Regions from separate parts of the Mus musculus genome. Here regions 2, 3 and 4 are each linked to region 1. A link is a contact called in public Hi-C and promoter capture Hi-C data. All regions are on one chromosome and are shown on one strand. Each heading gives the region's core, a stretch centred on a gene start, on an enhancer-like site or on the middle of the called end of the contact. The rest is flanking DNA. Distances are from core to core; before and after follow the strand shown. Region 1 overlaps Scarb1 (scavenger receptor class B, member 1). Region 2 overlaps Ncor2 (nuclear receptor co-repressor 2). Region 3 holds the start of Aacs (acetoacetyl-CoA synthetase). Region 4 overlaps Ncor2 (nuclear receptor co-repressor 2).

Region 1 (2,700 bases), core at 117-2,616:
ACTGTTGCTCTGCAGGCATCGGATCCCATTACAGATGGTTGTGAGCCACCATGTGGTTGCTGAGACTTGAACTCAGGACCTCTGGAAGAGCAGCCAGTGCTCTTAACTGCTGAGCCATCTCTCCAGTCGCCCACACTATTCTTTTTTTGAAGTTTAATTGATTTTCGGAGACAAGATGTCACGTATCCTAGGCTGGCCTTGATCAAACCCTACATGTAACCAGGGATGATTTTGAACCGGATCCTTCTCCCCTGGCCTCCTTCCTTCCTGAGTGCTGGGATTATAGGCACCTGTATTAGTTTATGTGTATGAGTGTTCTCCATGCAAGTATATGCACTGTGTGTGTGCCTTGAGATCACCTGGAACTAGGGTTACAGAACTAGGGTTACAGAACAAGGGTTACAGTTGGTTGCAGAACACCAGGTAGGTGCTGGGAATCGAACCTGGGTCCCTGCAAGCAGTAAGTGCTCATAATCACTGAGCTATCTCTCCAGACCTTCTTTTCTTTTCTTCTTCTTTTTTAAATATTTTCATTATTTTTGATTATTTTTTTTTCCTGTCAGCGCTGAGGCCTGAATACAAGGCCTCACACTGGCTAAACAAGTGCTCTATGGCTGATGTAAAACTTCAGCCTCATATGCTGATATATTTGGGTCAAGCAAAATTTATAACTAATTTCTTTCACTTTTTTCTCTGGACTTAGAAAATCTAAGTTCATGGTTCCACACGTGGCTCCTCCCACTTCCATCTCACACCCAACTCCAGCCCAGAGCATTTTCCTTGGGAAAAACTATCTTCTCTGTTTGGTTTAACCTGGCTTTCCTTTGCTTCTCTAACCAGCCCAGCCCTGACCCCCCACCTCTACCTTCGGCAGGCACTTTCCAGAGCGGGCACCAAGTGGCACCCACTTGTTGGCCAAATGACTGGGTACCTAGCCTCAGCCTAGCCCCGACCTGGGAGGGTCCTGGGCCTTCCAGGACTTGTAGAGAAAAGTTACTGCAGGGTGCGAGAGAGGAGGTAGAACAAGAGCTAGCTGCAGGAAACAGAGGTCGGCTGAAACCCGAGCCGAGTCCGAGGCGTGGCCGCCCCTCCTACTTACCTGGCTGCGCAGTTGGCAGATGATGGGCACCAGCAACAGGAGGCCTCCAAGCCCCAGCAGCACATACTGCGCGTAGTGAAGAACCTGGGGCATCAGCACCAGCTGCGTGTAGAACGTGCTCAGGGGCTTGCCACCCATTGCTCCGCTCTGCAGAAGAAAGGTCGGGCTGCACGCTGCGTCTCCAAGGCACCCATCCCACTGTGCCGTGCCCCGCCCCAAATCAGAACAGAGAGCCTCGGGCGCTTTGGCTAGAAGTCCAAAGAGAACTACATTTCCCAGACGCCCTTGCTGTTGGCACGCCCATGAAATGAGGCACTGGCTAATGGGAGGTGGATCTGGCCCCAAGCCTCCTCGCCTAACAGTCATCTCTTTCGCTGGTTAGAATCTAGTCTTAGGACCTGAAGGGCGACGAGATCAGGATGCCTGCAGGGTGGCCTGGTGCGGAATTCCATCTCCACTCCCCCCTCTCAGGGGCCATTAACAAAACCTGGAAATGGCTCTGTGGTTAAGAGCGCTGGCTGCTCTTCAAGAGAGCCCACGTTTCAGACTTGACGGCTCACAACCATCTGTAATTCCAGTTCTAGGAGACCTGATGCTCTCTGGGCTTCTGCGGGTACCGGGCACTCACATGATAACCATACATACATACATATGGGCAGGCTAAACATACAAATAGCTAAATTTAGGTACCGGAAGTTAACATAACATTAGCATCAAAGCGAACTAAAAGCCTCAGCTAACATACAGAGACCCCAGACTCCCTTCTACCTTCATAGACTCACCTGTTCGAACCACAGCAACGGCAGAACTACTGGCTCGATCTTCCCTGTTTGCCTGGAAACATGGGACACAAAGTGAGTGACCAGGGGTGATGTGACCCTCGCAATGGAGCTATGTTTGGGGCTTGGGGTGTCAGTGGGAGAGCTACTGGTTACCATGTGAAAGGCCTTCGCTCAGTCGAAACCACTTCACAAGAAAATGAGACAGAAAGATAAAGGGGAGCCTGTAACGCTACGTACAGTTGACTATCCTTAGCCAAGTTTGAGGCTAGCCTGGGCTACAGGAAACCCTGATGCAAAAAATTAATTAAGGGGCGTGGCAAGGCTCAGCTGAGTGGGTGACAGTGCTTGCTGCTAAGCCTGAAGACCTGAGTTCCATCCCCGGGACCCAGAAGGTGGAACAGGCTCCCTAAAGTTGTCCCAACCTTCACATGTTCATTGTGGCATGCACCTATACACACACACACACACACACACACACACACACACACACACACACACTAAACACAACTAAAAATGGGGCTAGAGAGATAACTCAACGGTTAAAAGGTCCTGAGTTCAATTCCTAGCCACCACATGGTGGCTCACAACCATCTATCATGGCATCTGATGCCCTCCTCTGGCTCACAGGTGTACATTCAGACAGACCACTCATTCATAAAATACATAAATACAACTTTAAAAATAAATAATAATATCTGTGTATGTGGTGGCACAATGCCTTTAATCCCAGCTCTTGGGAAGGCAGAGATAGGTGGATCTCTGTGAGTTTGAGGTCAACCTGGTCTACAAAGTGAGTTCCAGGACAGCCAAGGTTATTAA
Region 2 (2,700 bases), core at 70-2,569, 200 kb before region 1:
GCCCACACCCATGACCCACCGGAGGAACTGCGTGCCAGCCAGCCCAGGAAGGTGATGTGGCCTTAGCAGCCACCTGTGTCCTAGAAGCTCTGATCTGCCTCATCTACACCCTCTTTGAGCGCCTCTCGCCCTCAGATTCCACTCCTCCCTCCCCCACAGCCTTACTCAACCACCAATTTAAGAGCCATCCTGGCTCTGTGGAGCCCTAGCCTTAAACCTAGAGCTACTGAGTCACCCATACCCATCAGGATGCTTGGCATCACCAGACAGGTAGGCTATAACTGGTTCCCAACACTGGTTCTTCAGGTCCCAGATCCCAGAGGGTCCCATCTCTCCAGACCGTATCAGCCCACTGGAACAGTGAGGAATGATCACGGTCTTTGAGAACGGCTGTCTAGATCCCGGGTCCCACCTCCCACCAGCTGCCAGCATCCCTGGGCAGACTCAGGGCAGGGGGCCAGGCAGGCTGGACATCCCACTGTTGAGGGTCTAGACACCAACTACAGCCCACAAGGGTGGGCCCTGGTAGTCTGAGGTGCTGGGCCTACAGGACCAACTCCAGCACACAGCCAACCCTGCCACCTGCCCACCACGGGTTGTTCATGTACTGTAGGCTAGCCTGGTATGTAAGTGAAAGCCAGCTAACTGCCCTCTGGGGACAATGTAACTCCTTACCGACGAGAGACAGAGCCAGAGGAGAGTGCTTTCAGGCTCTGGTTTAGGGAACAGGTTGGGTTCAAATATCAATTCTGCATGAAGGTTTGTTCAGAATGATAGACATGTTAGCCACACACCGGAAGTAGTGGTATCTAGAGTTGTCAGAAAACCCATATTACCCATGACAAGGGCCCAGGAGATTACTCCACACACAGACCTGGATGCAGGCCATTCCTGGCCACAAGGCCTCAGTTGGAACGTGGCAAAACTCTTAGAACCGGCGCCCAACCCAGTGTGCTGGGCAAATGGCTGTGTGATGCCAGTCCCTACAGCTTTCCTGGGTGGCCTGGGCCTGAAGCCTTGAGGCTCCTCCCCATCCAGGGTGGGGCCTGCCTGGCTTTCCCCCTGAGGAAGGAGGTGGAGGCAGGAAAAAGGATGGAGCTGGCCAGAGAGACAGAGGAGGGGCAAGCGCTCCACCCAGCCCAGACATCGGCCCTAAGGAGTGGATGGCAAGCCGGTTTAGTGCCCAGCTCTGCCAGCCAGGGATGGCACTCACCTTTCTCTCCAGGAATGAGGCAATCAGGCCAAAGTTCTTAGGGTGCTGCATAAACCTGGGGGGAAGAGAAAGACAGGCCAATGCTGAGGCCAGGCTGAGGCTGAGGGAAGCCCTACGGGACAATCAAGAGCTGAGAGTGCCCAGTGCCTGCCACCCCAGCCTGGCTTGGCGGGCGCCGCCCCACTAGCAGATCTTCAGGGCGTGGGAAGGGCTTCGGGGCAGGGACCAGGGTCCAGGGCGTTCCTCCGAGTGACTCACTGGCTGTAATGCCTTTGAAAATACATTTGTTTGTCTTGCCGCAGGCTTCCAGGAAAAATGAGGACACGGCATTCAGCTTGCCAGTGGGGTCCCCCCACCTCCCCAGATATGCTTTTGTCTCTCTCCCCAGCCGGGTCTAAGAAGCTGGGCCTGGCTCGGCCTGGCCCGGCCCAGCCAGGCCCAGCCTATGCCAAGCTAAGCCTGCCTGGGCGAGGTTGGACAAGCCAGGCACTGAGGCCTCCTGAGTGCTGGAGCGGAACCTCGGATGCCCAGGAAAAGCCAAAAGTGGCTGGAGCCGCAGGGGGTGGCGGGAATTGGCGCCAAGCCACCAGCTTCCTGCGAAGCCCAAGCATTACTGGGAAAGCCGGCCAGCTGAAATGTCAGGGCCAGGCAGCTGTGGGGGTGGGGATAGGGTCAAGGCCTGCTCACACCCTAAGGGTGCTGGGTGGCGTCATTGGGCCTGCCCCCTGTCTCCAATGAATTGCCACCACCCTAGTATGTCCCAGGGTAGGTGGGGGTGGGGGTAAGAAATGGCTGCCAGCAGTACTGGTCCAGTTCCCACCAGTGTTCAGTCTGTGTTGGGCTGCCCCCGCCTGGCCTCCAGGTGGCTGGGCAGAAGTCCAGAGGCCCCTCCCATTCTCCCCGCCAGACACTGGGGAATCCGGAAGAGCCTCTAGACTCTTCCCAAGGAAGCAGAGGTAGCAGATTGGCAGGATGGTGGCTACCCTTCCAGGGCCCCGTCCACCCAGATAGCAGGCAAGCCTAGGGTACCACTAGCATTTCCCTAGGCAGTGATGGGTCCCAGGACACCAGGAACCTAACTTAAGACACTGCAGGGCCCCGTCCCTCTTCCCAGCACAGTTCACTGGAGACAGGCGAAGCCAGGTCTGATGATACAACTTGTAACTGGGCAACTCAGGAGCCTGAGGCAGGTGGACAGCCAGCCTGGGGTACTGTGAGTTTCAAACCAAGCAGGGCAACTTAGCGAGACCTCATCTGAGAACTAAAACAAGAGGCTCAGTGGTATCAAGAGATAGGCCCACATGAGGTCCTGCGTTCAGCCTGGCCTGGGCACTTCACGCTGCTGCTGAGGACGCATGTATAGGGTTGTACATGTAAGGTTCAACTGATCGCAGGCCAGTAAGGCTCCAAAATGAAGTCAACCATAGCAATACACGCCTAGATGACCAGTACTATGAGGCTGAGGCAAGAAGTTTCAGAGTTCAAAG
Region 3 (2,700 bases), core at 85-2,584, 190 kb after region 1:
CACACACACAAAGAGAGAAAGAAAATTAACTTGTTTTCAGTTATTTTAGACACTGGGTAGACAGCAAAGTACCAAATGGACTGACAAGACTATTAGCATCCAGAAGGTTCTCATCATAGTAGGATCTGAGCATGCGTTCTCTCTGTAGGAACCTTCTGATGCTCTCCCCCAGATTCAAAGCCAGCATCTCTGATGTTCCCCCAGGACGAACTTAAGCTGCTACCGTTTCGTTCACTGACTTTGCTACTCCAGGGCTATAGTACCAAAGACCTGGGCCTTTTCAAAGACCTGGGCCTTTTCAGTTAGTTGAACGTGCACACCCCACAGGACACAGTATTCTTGCTTGGGGGGCCCTGGACACTGACTCCTCTCTTTGTTCGGAAACCTGCAAGATTTCCTAAAGCTCCCTTCTGTCACCTGCAAGCCACTGTGAGCAACATGGAGTCACATCCCTAGCCCTCTCTTTTCTTTTAGTTTTAACACATGGCTTTTTAAAGTTTGCCCGGACTAGTCTTTTTCTTTTCTTTTCTTTTCTTTCTTTTTTTTTGGTTTTTCGAGACAGGGTTTCTCTGCTGGCCTCGAACTCAGAAATCCACCTGCCTCTGCCTCCCAAGTGCTGGGATTAAAGAAAGGTGTGCGCCACCACGCCCGGCGCCCCGGCTAGTCTTGAACTCACTCTGTTACAAGAATAATCTTAAAGCCCAGACGCCTCTCCCACCTCTACCTCCCAAGTATTCCGATTACAGGGTTTTGCTTTGAGGTCCATGCTGGAGTGGAACTTACTGTCATCCTCCTGTCTTAGTCTTTAAAGTGCTGGGTTTCAGGCTTGCCCCAGAATGTCCTGTGCTTAACGCTTTTATTTTCAGTCTTGACGATAGACTTGAGGTCTCACTCACTCAGTATCTTATGTTACATTATATACCCCATGTATCCCTGCTACAGCATCCCTGTGAGTGAGCACACGCGACACGGACACGCATTTTAGAGGTCTTCTGCACGCGTTTTAGGCTTAAGACATCTCCGCAGCTAAAGTGAGTGTTGGAGGAGCAACTTAATTTGAATAAGTGAATGAATGAACGAACGAACGAGGGCAATAAGTAAACAGAGCAACACCCGGTAAGTTGTGCAATAAGTGAGGGCGTGGAACATGCTTATCGCGCCTGCGCAGGCGAGGCACTCTTTTTGGCAGCAAGCGCACCTTTTGCAGGCGCGGCGCGGCGGAGGGTTACAGAAGAGGGCGTGGTCTCAAGAGGCGTGGCTTTCTGGAGGCGTGGCGAAGGCTGCTGGGGGTGTGACCAGGCCGGATGTCCCACAGGCCGCGCCGGCGCTGGTTCAGTCTCGCGCTGTGGTTCGTCGGCGCACCGCTGATCCGCTCCACGCCTTGCGCTCTCCGCTCTCAGCCAAAGCCCGGCAGCCCCGGCCACGCAGCTCCGCAACCATGTCCAAGCTGGCGCGGCTCGAGCGCGAGGAGATCATGGAGTGCCAGGTGATGTGGGAGCCTGACAGCAAGAAGGACACGCAGATGGACCGCTTCCGGGCGGCCGTGGGTACCGCCTGCGGCCTGGCGCTTGGTGAGTACGGGGCACGCGGCTAGTGCACCCCCCCCCGTCACGGGCCTTCCCGGAAGCTGTTCCCTCCAGGGAGGACCGCCCTAGGAAGGTCCCTGCTAGCTGTTGGGATAAGCCTCTGTTGGATGGATATCCGACCAGTGTTCCTGTCTTACAGTCGGGGAAGCCCCCTGCTTTGGGGGTACCCCTCTAGGGAGGTCCCTCCCTTTCCCTACTTAGGTACCTTGATGAATGGCACAGGGATTGGGGGATCCTCGTTGCCTTGGGGGTCCCCCTCTAGAGAGGTTCTCCTAGATGTTGCCGTGGGCCTCTGATGGATGGATGGCTAGTGTCCCTGTCTTTGGGTTGGGGGAGCCCCCTGGCTCTGGGCCCTCCTCTAGGAGGTGCTGGTCTTCTGATGATGTTTCCTTCACTGTTTTGGGAAGCATCACCGCCTGGCCTGTAGAGGCCCCCTTTCTGCAGGCGAGTCACCCTCTGGAAGTGGCAGACACCCTCTGGTTCCTCCGATCTTTTGCTAGGCTTGCCTGCTTGGGAAATGTCTCCTGAGGTCTTGACTTCCATTCGTTGGGGGCTTCCTTCGGGCCTTATCTGCAGTTCTTTTTGAGTTCACGGGTTTCATGTGACAGGCTCCCTCCATCTGCCTTTTGCTAGGGACCAGCTTGAAATTTCAGGTTCCTGAAAAGGTCAGAGTTCGTTCCTCCTCCTTCCTTTAAAGTTAATTAAGGTAGAGTCCTTTCTTACCCCAGCTCTAAACAGATCCTGCTTCCAGCCACCACCCTGGTCTGTGTGATTATGGGTGGGGCAGAGGCCCTTGGCAGGCGAGGTTCTTGTCCATATGCCGTTCCCAGGGATCCATGGGGCTTGCTTAGTCCCTCCACCTGCTCTGCCCCCCTTCTCAGGTGTTTGCCTGGGGTTTTCAGTTCGAGTTGGTTGGTTGATTGTCTTCTTCATTTTCACCTCCGTTACCCCTCTAATTGCAGGGATCCCCTTGTCTCCGTTGGCATCAATGTCTGTCTTGGCTCCCAGGATCTGTCTCCGGATCCTTCCTGAATCTTTTCTTTTTCCCACCCTGAGCACCAGCCCTCTGAGTCTTCTTCCTAGTGTCTCAGCAGCACTTGGCTGTCCTTCTCCC
Region 4 (2,700 bases), core at 131-2,630, 160 kb before region 1:
TTGGTACTCAAGCAGCCCCACGTCCTGTAGAAGAAAGGGAACAGTGAGCGAGCACAGGAACAACGACAGCTTCCTTGCCACCCTGCACCAAGAGGCTCAGATGGGTTCCCAGTCTATATCCTCAAGCTACAATTGCCACCACCATGGTCCCACCATGCTTAGAGCCCTGTCTAGCTACAAGATCCTGCTGGGGGTGTAGAAGAGTGTAATAAACCACAATACTGGACTCTACACCTCCACTCGGGCTTCTCTGGGACCTGTGGTGTTCCTGTATTGCCTCACTCTCCAGCTGGTGCACCTGAAGGGGCAGTGGGTCTAAGCACAGGTCCCCTAAGGCTACAGGCTAGAGGGTCGGCTTGCCTATCCCACCTTCACCCCTGCCCACACCACCCTGCTGCAGGTTTTGAGAGAAGAACGGATCACCTCTCCCAGGCCCTGCCTACAGACATAGGGCTGGGAGCTGCCCTAGCAGGGCACTGCTGAGCATGGAGCGGCCCATGGAGCAGAAATGTATCTGCCTTCAATAGAGACCCAAGTATCCTTGGACAGGTATCCCGGTGAAGAGTCAGGCTCAGACAGGAAAGGGGGTTGGGGGGTGTGCACTACGTAGCCAGGGCAGATGGAGCTATGTAAACGCAGGTCCCAGCCAAGCTGCTGTTCAGGTGCCCCGCCCACCGTGAGAAAAACAGCTAGCTTCTTTTATGAAGTGTGGGGAGGGGGAGAGGCAGAGGCAAGCTACACCCTCCCCCTTTGAACAACAATGTGATTGCTCATCACACCTGGGTCGTCACGGTGCATAAAGTAGACCTCAACCTTAGCCTACCCTTGCAGCAAGAGTGCCAGGGAGTCAACATAGGTGATAAATTCCCCAACCTTGAAGTCTCATTGCGGTGCCGGGCGCCCTCACTACCCACTACACCCTCAGCCCTAACCTGGATCCCACAAACCCCTGCATAAAGCCTTCTTACATTTTTCACCAGGACTAAGATCACTTTATCGCTGGGGGAAAATGAGGGAAGTGGGAGAGGAGAGTCAGTGTGCACACCATCTCTAATAAGAAAAACAAGACAGGTTTCCGCCTTGTGCCAGACCAATCAATCTGTTCTGTCAGCCTGGATGCTTGCTTACATGCACGGCAATCGATTAGTAATGTCTGACTCGTGTATGGCTGTGGACAGCATGACCTATATAGGTCACTTAGTTTTCCTTTGGCATATTTTCCTCTCCTTTTTAGCCCTTTTTATTTTGTTGTAGATTTCATTTTATCTTTAATTATGTATCTGTGTGTATGTCTTATGTGTGCAGCGCCCACATAAGCCAGAGAGAACATGAGGACACTGGATCCCCTGGAGTCAGAAGCAGCTGTGCATTGCTGGACGAGAGTGCTTGACACCAAGCTCAGATCCTCTGAAAGAGCAGCGCAGGCTCTTAACTGCTGAGCAGAGGCCTCTCTCCAGCCCCGGGCTCTGTGTCTTAAAGCAGTTCTCACTGCAAAGAACCAATGGTAGCAGTCATATGCGCTGGGGGGGAGCAGCCGGATCCTGACCCTAGACGGCAAGCAACTGGAAAACCTCAGAGACCAAACTGCAAGGGAAGGAGCGGGCAATCAAGACTTTGCAAAACACGACCTAGAAGGACAAGGATACCAGGATGGCCCTGCAAGGACGACATCAAGAGAAATGATCCCATTCTTAGGTCGCCGTAACCAAGCCCTCTGCACAAGCTGACTAATGTGACAACCCCTCCCCCCCAAAAAAAGCAGCTCCAGAAGGAGGATATCATGGGCGATCTGAACATCAAGAGAATGATGAGCAAGAACAGCTCTTCCTGGTCACACAGCAAGAATAGTACAGGTGAGGCTCAACTGGCCCCTCCGCTGGGAACGGAGACAGTCACAGGACACAGGCTTCAAGCCTGCCCCGTACTGATTATAACACCTGACTCAGGGGTAGAGGCCCACCCCAGCCCCTGGATATTTCCACTACAAACAGAACAAGAGGGGAGCCCCAAGAAACAAATGCACTGTACCCCAGCACGAGTCTAAGACGTAGAGAGCCACACAAAATCACACGGAGGCGGAGTTCAGCCTACCCCTGTCACCCCTGAACGGAATGTTCATTCCAAAAGAGCCTCAAGTCAGGGTTTTCTGTGACGCTGTGCATCCAGACACCATGCACCCACTGTCTGTCCTCTTGGGTCCCAGCTCCACCATCAATATTTGTCTCTCCACTTAAATATGGCCTCCTCTAGCCCCATCTTTGTTCCACTGTACCCCAAGAGAATGTCGACTTCCCCAGAGAGGGGGCATCTCTGCCTTCACAGCTCGGTCTCCAAGGCATGTGACAAATCTAACCTGTATTTGTCAGGCAAATGGACAAGTGAATCCACTAATGAGTGGATGAATGAGCAAACAGGTCAATGACCGAGCCAGAGAGTTAATGAATGGACGGACAGACAGATGAGGACCCTAAGACAGTATACAGCAGGTGGGCACAGGACCCCACGATGTGCCCACACACCTAGGACATCAGCCCCGGCCAGCATCCAGTGCCATTAGACAGGAGCAGGCTGAGCCCTGGGTGGCAGAGCAGAGTTTGTGACCAACTGAACAACAGCCCACAGGTCCATCCCTCAACCAAGAGTCAGCCAGCTAGGCCCAAGGCCAAGGTTAGGCACAGCCAATTTTGTCAGGCGTCCCTG

What was found. Hi-C and Micro-C count contacts between places; a contact is called where the count stands out from the background. Capture Hi-C pulls out chosen DNA fragments and counts their contacts.
Region 2: a promoter capture Hi-C map of pancreatic islet shows a contact between it and region 1. The contact joins two enhancer-like sites. A contact is called at or near these places in 2 of 15 datasets of contacts at CTCF or cohesin (both in the NIH/3T3 cell line), 3 of 484 Hi-C or Micro-C datasets (bone marrow-derived macrophages, cerebellum and stem cell-derived neural stem cells), 5 of 115 datasets of contacts at active chromatin or transcription factors (the NIH/3T3 cell line, bone marrow-derived macrophages, embryonic basal ganglia and 2 more) and 1 of 9 other capture datasets (pancreatic islet).
Region 3: a Hi-C map of adipose-derived mesenchymal stem cells shows a contact between it and region 1, with 4 times the contacts expected there. The contact joins the promoter of Aacs here to the enhancer-like site in region 1. A contact is called at or near these places in 1 of 39 promoter capture datasets (pre-B cells), 20 of 484 Hi-C or Micro-C datasets (B cells, the C2C12 cell line, CD4 T cells and 13 more), 3 of 115 datasets of contacts at active chromatin or transcription factors (bone marrow-derived dendritic cells, bone marrow-derived macrophages and large pre-B cells) and 3 of 9 other capture datasets (adipose tissue, liver and pancreatic islet).
Region 4: a contact with region 1 is called in a promoter capture Hi-C map of pancreatic islet. The contact joins two enhancer-like sites. A contact is called at or near these places in 9 of 484 Hi-C or Micro-C datasets (the C2C12 cell line, Sertoli cells, cortical neurons and 6 more), 8 of 115 datasets of contacts at active chromatin or transcription factors (bone marrow-derived macrophages, embryonic basal ganglia, embryonic forebrain and 5 more) and 3 of 9 other capture datasets (adipose tissue, liver and pancreatic islet).

The regions. Positions count from the first base shown.
Region 1 is chr5:125,282,800-125,285,499 of GRCm38.p6, forward strand. Scarb1 (scavenger receptor class B, member 1) reads right to left here. Exons shown (of 13, transcript NM_016741.2): 10 at 1,882-1,933; 11 at 1,100-1,246. Among named protein-coding and RNA genes, the nearest start is that of Gm32701, 19 kb to the right of the region's middle. Within about 2 kb of position 1,367, at least 127 of the 459 cell types and tissues checked have an H3K27ac peak or open chromatin away from gene starts, as enhancers often do. A contact at or near this core is called in adipose-derived mesenchymal stem cells, cerebellum, cortical neurons and 4 more, where this site is marked.
Region 2 is chr5:125,079,917-125,082,616 of GRCm38.p6, forward strand. Ncor2 (nuclear receptor co-repressor 2) reads right to left here. Exons shown (of 47, transcript NM_011424.3): 13 at 1,214-1,268. Among named protein-coding and RNA genes, the nearest start is that of Rflna, 78 kb to the left of the region's middle. Within about 2 kb of position 1,320, at least 171 of the 459 cell types and tissues checked have an H3K27ac peak or open chromatin away from gene starts, as enhancers often do. A contact at or near this core is called in cerebellum, pancreatic islet and stem cell-derived neural stem cells, where this site is marked.
Region 3 is chr5:125,474,539-125,477,238 of GRCm38.p6, forward strand. It overlaps Aacs (acetoacetyl-CoA synthetase), which reads left to right and starts at 1,335. Exons shown (of 18, transcript NM_030210.2): 1 at 1,335-1,571. The coding sequence starts at 1,439.
Region 4 is chr5:125,119,586-125,122,285 of GRCm38.p6, forward strand. Ncor2 (nuclear receptor co-repressor 2) reads right to left here. Exons shown (of 47, transcript NM_011424.3): 3 at 1-24. Among named protein-coding and RNA genes, the nearest start is that of Ncor2, 58 kb to the right of the region's middle. Within about 2 kb of position 1,381, at least 6 of the 459 cell types and tissues checked have an H3K27ac peak or open chromatin away from gene starts, as enhancers often do. A contact at or near this core is called in pancreatic islet, where this site is marked.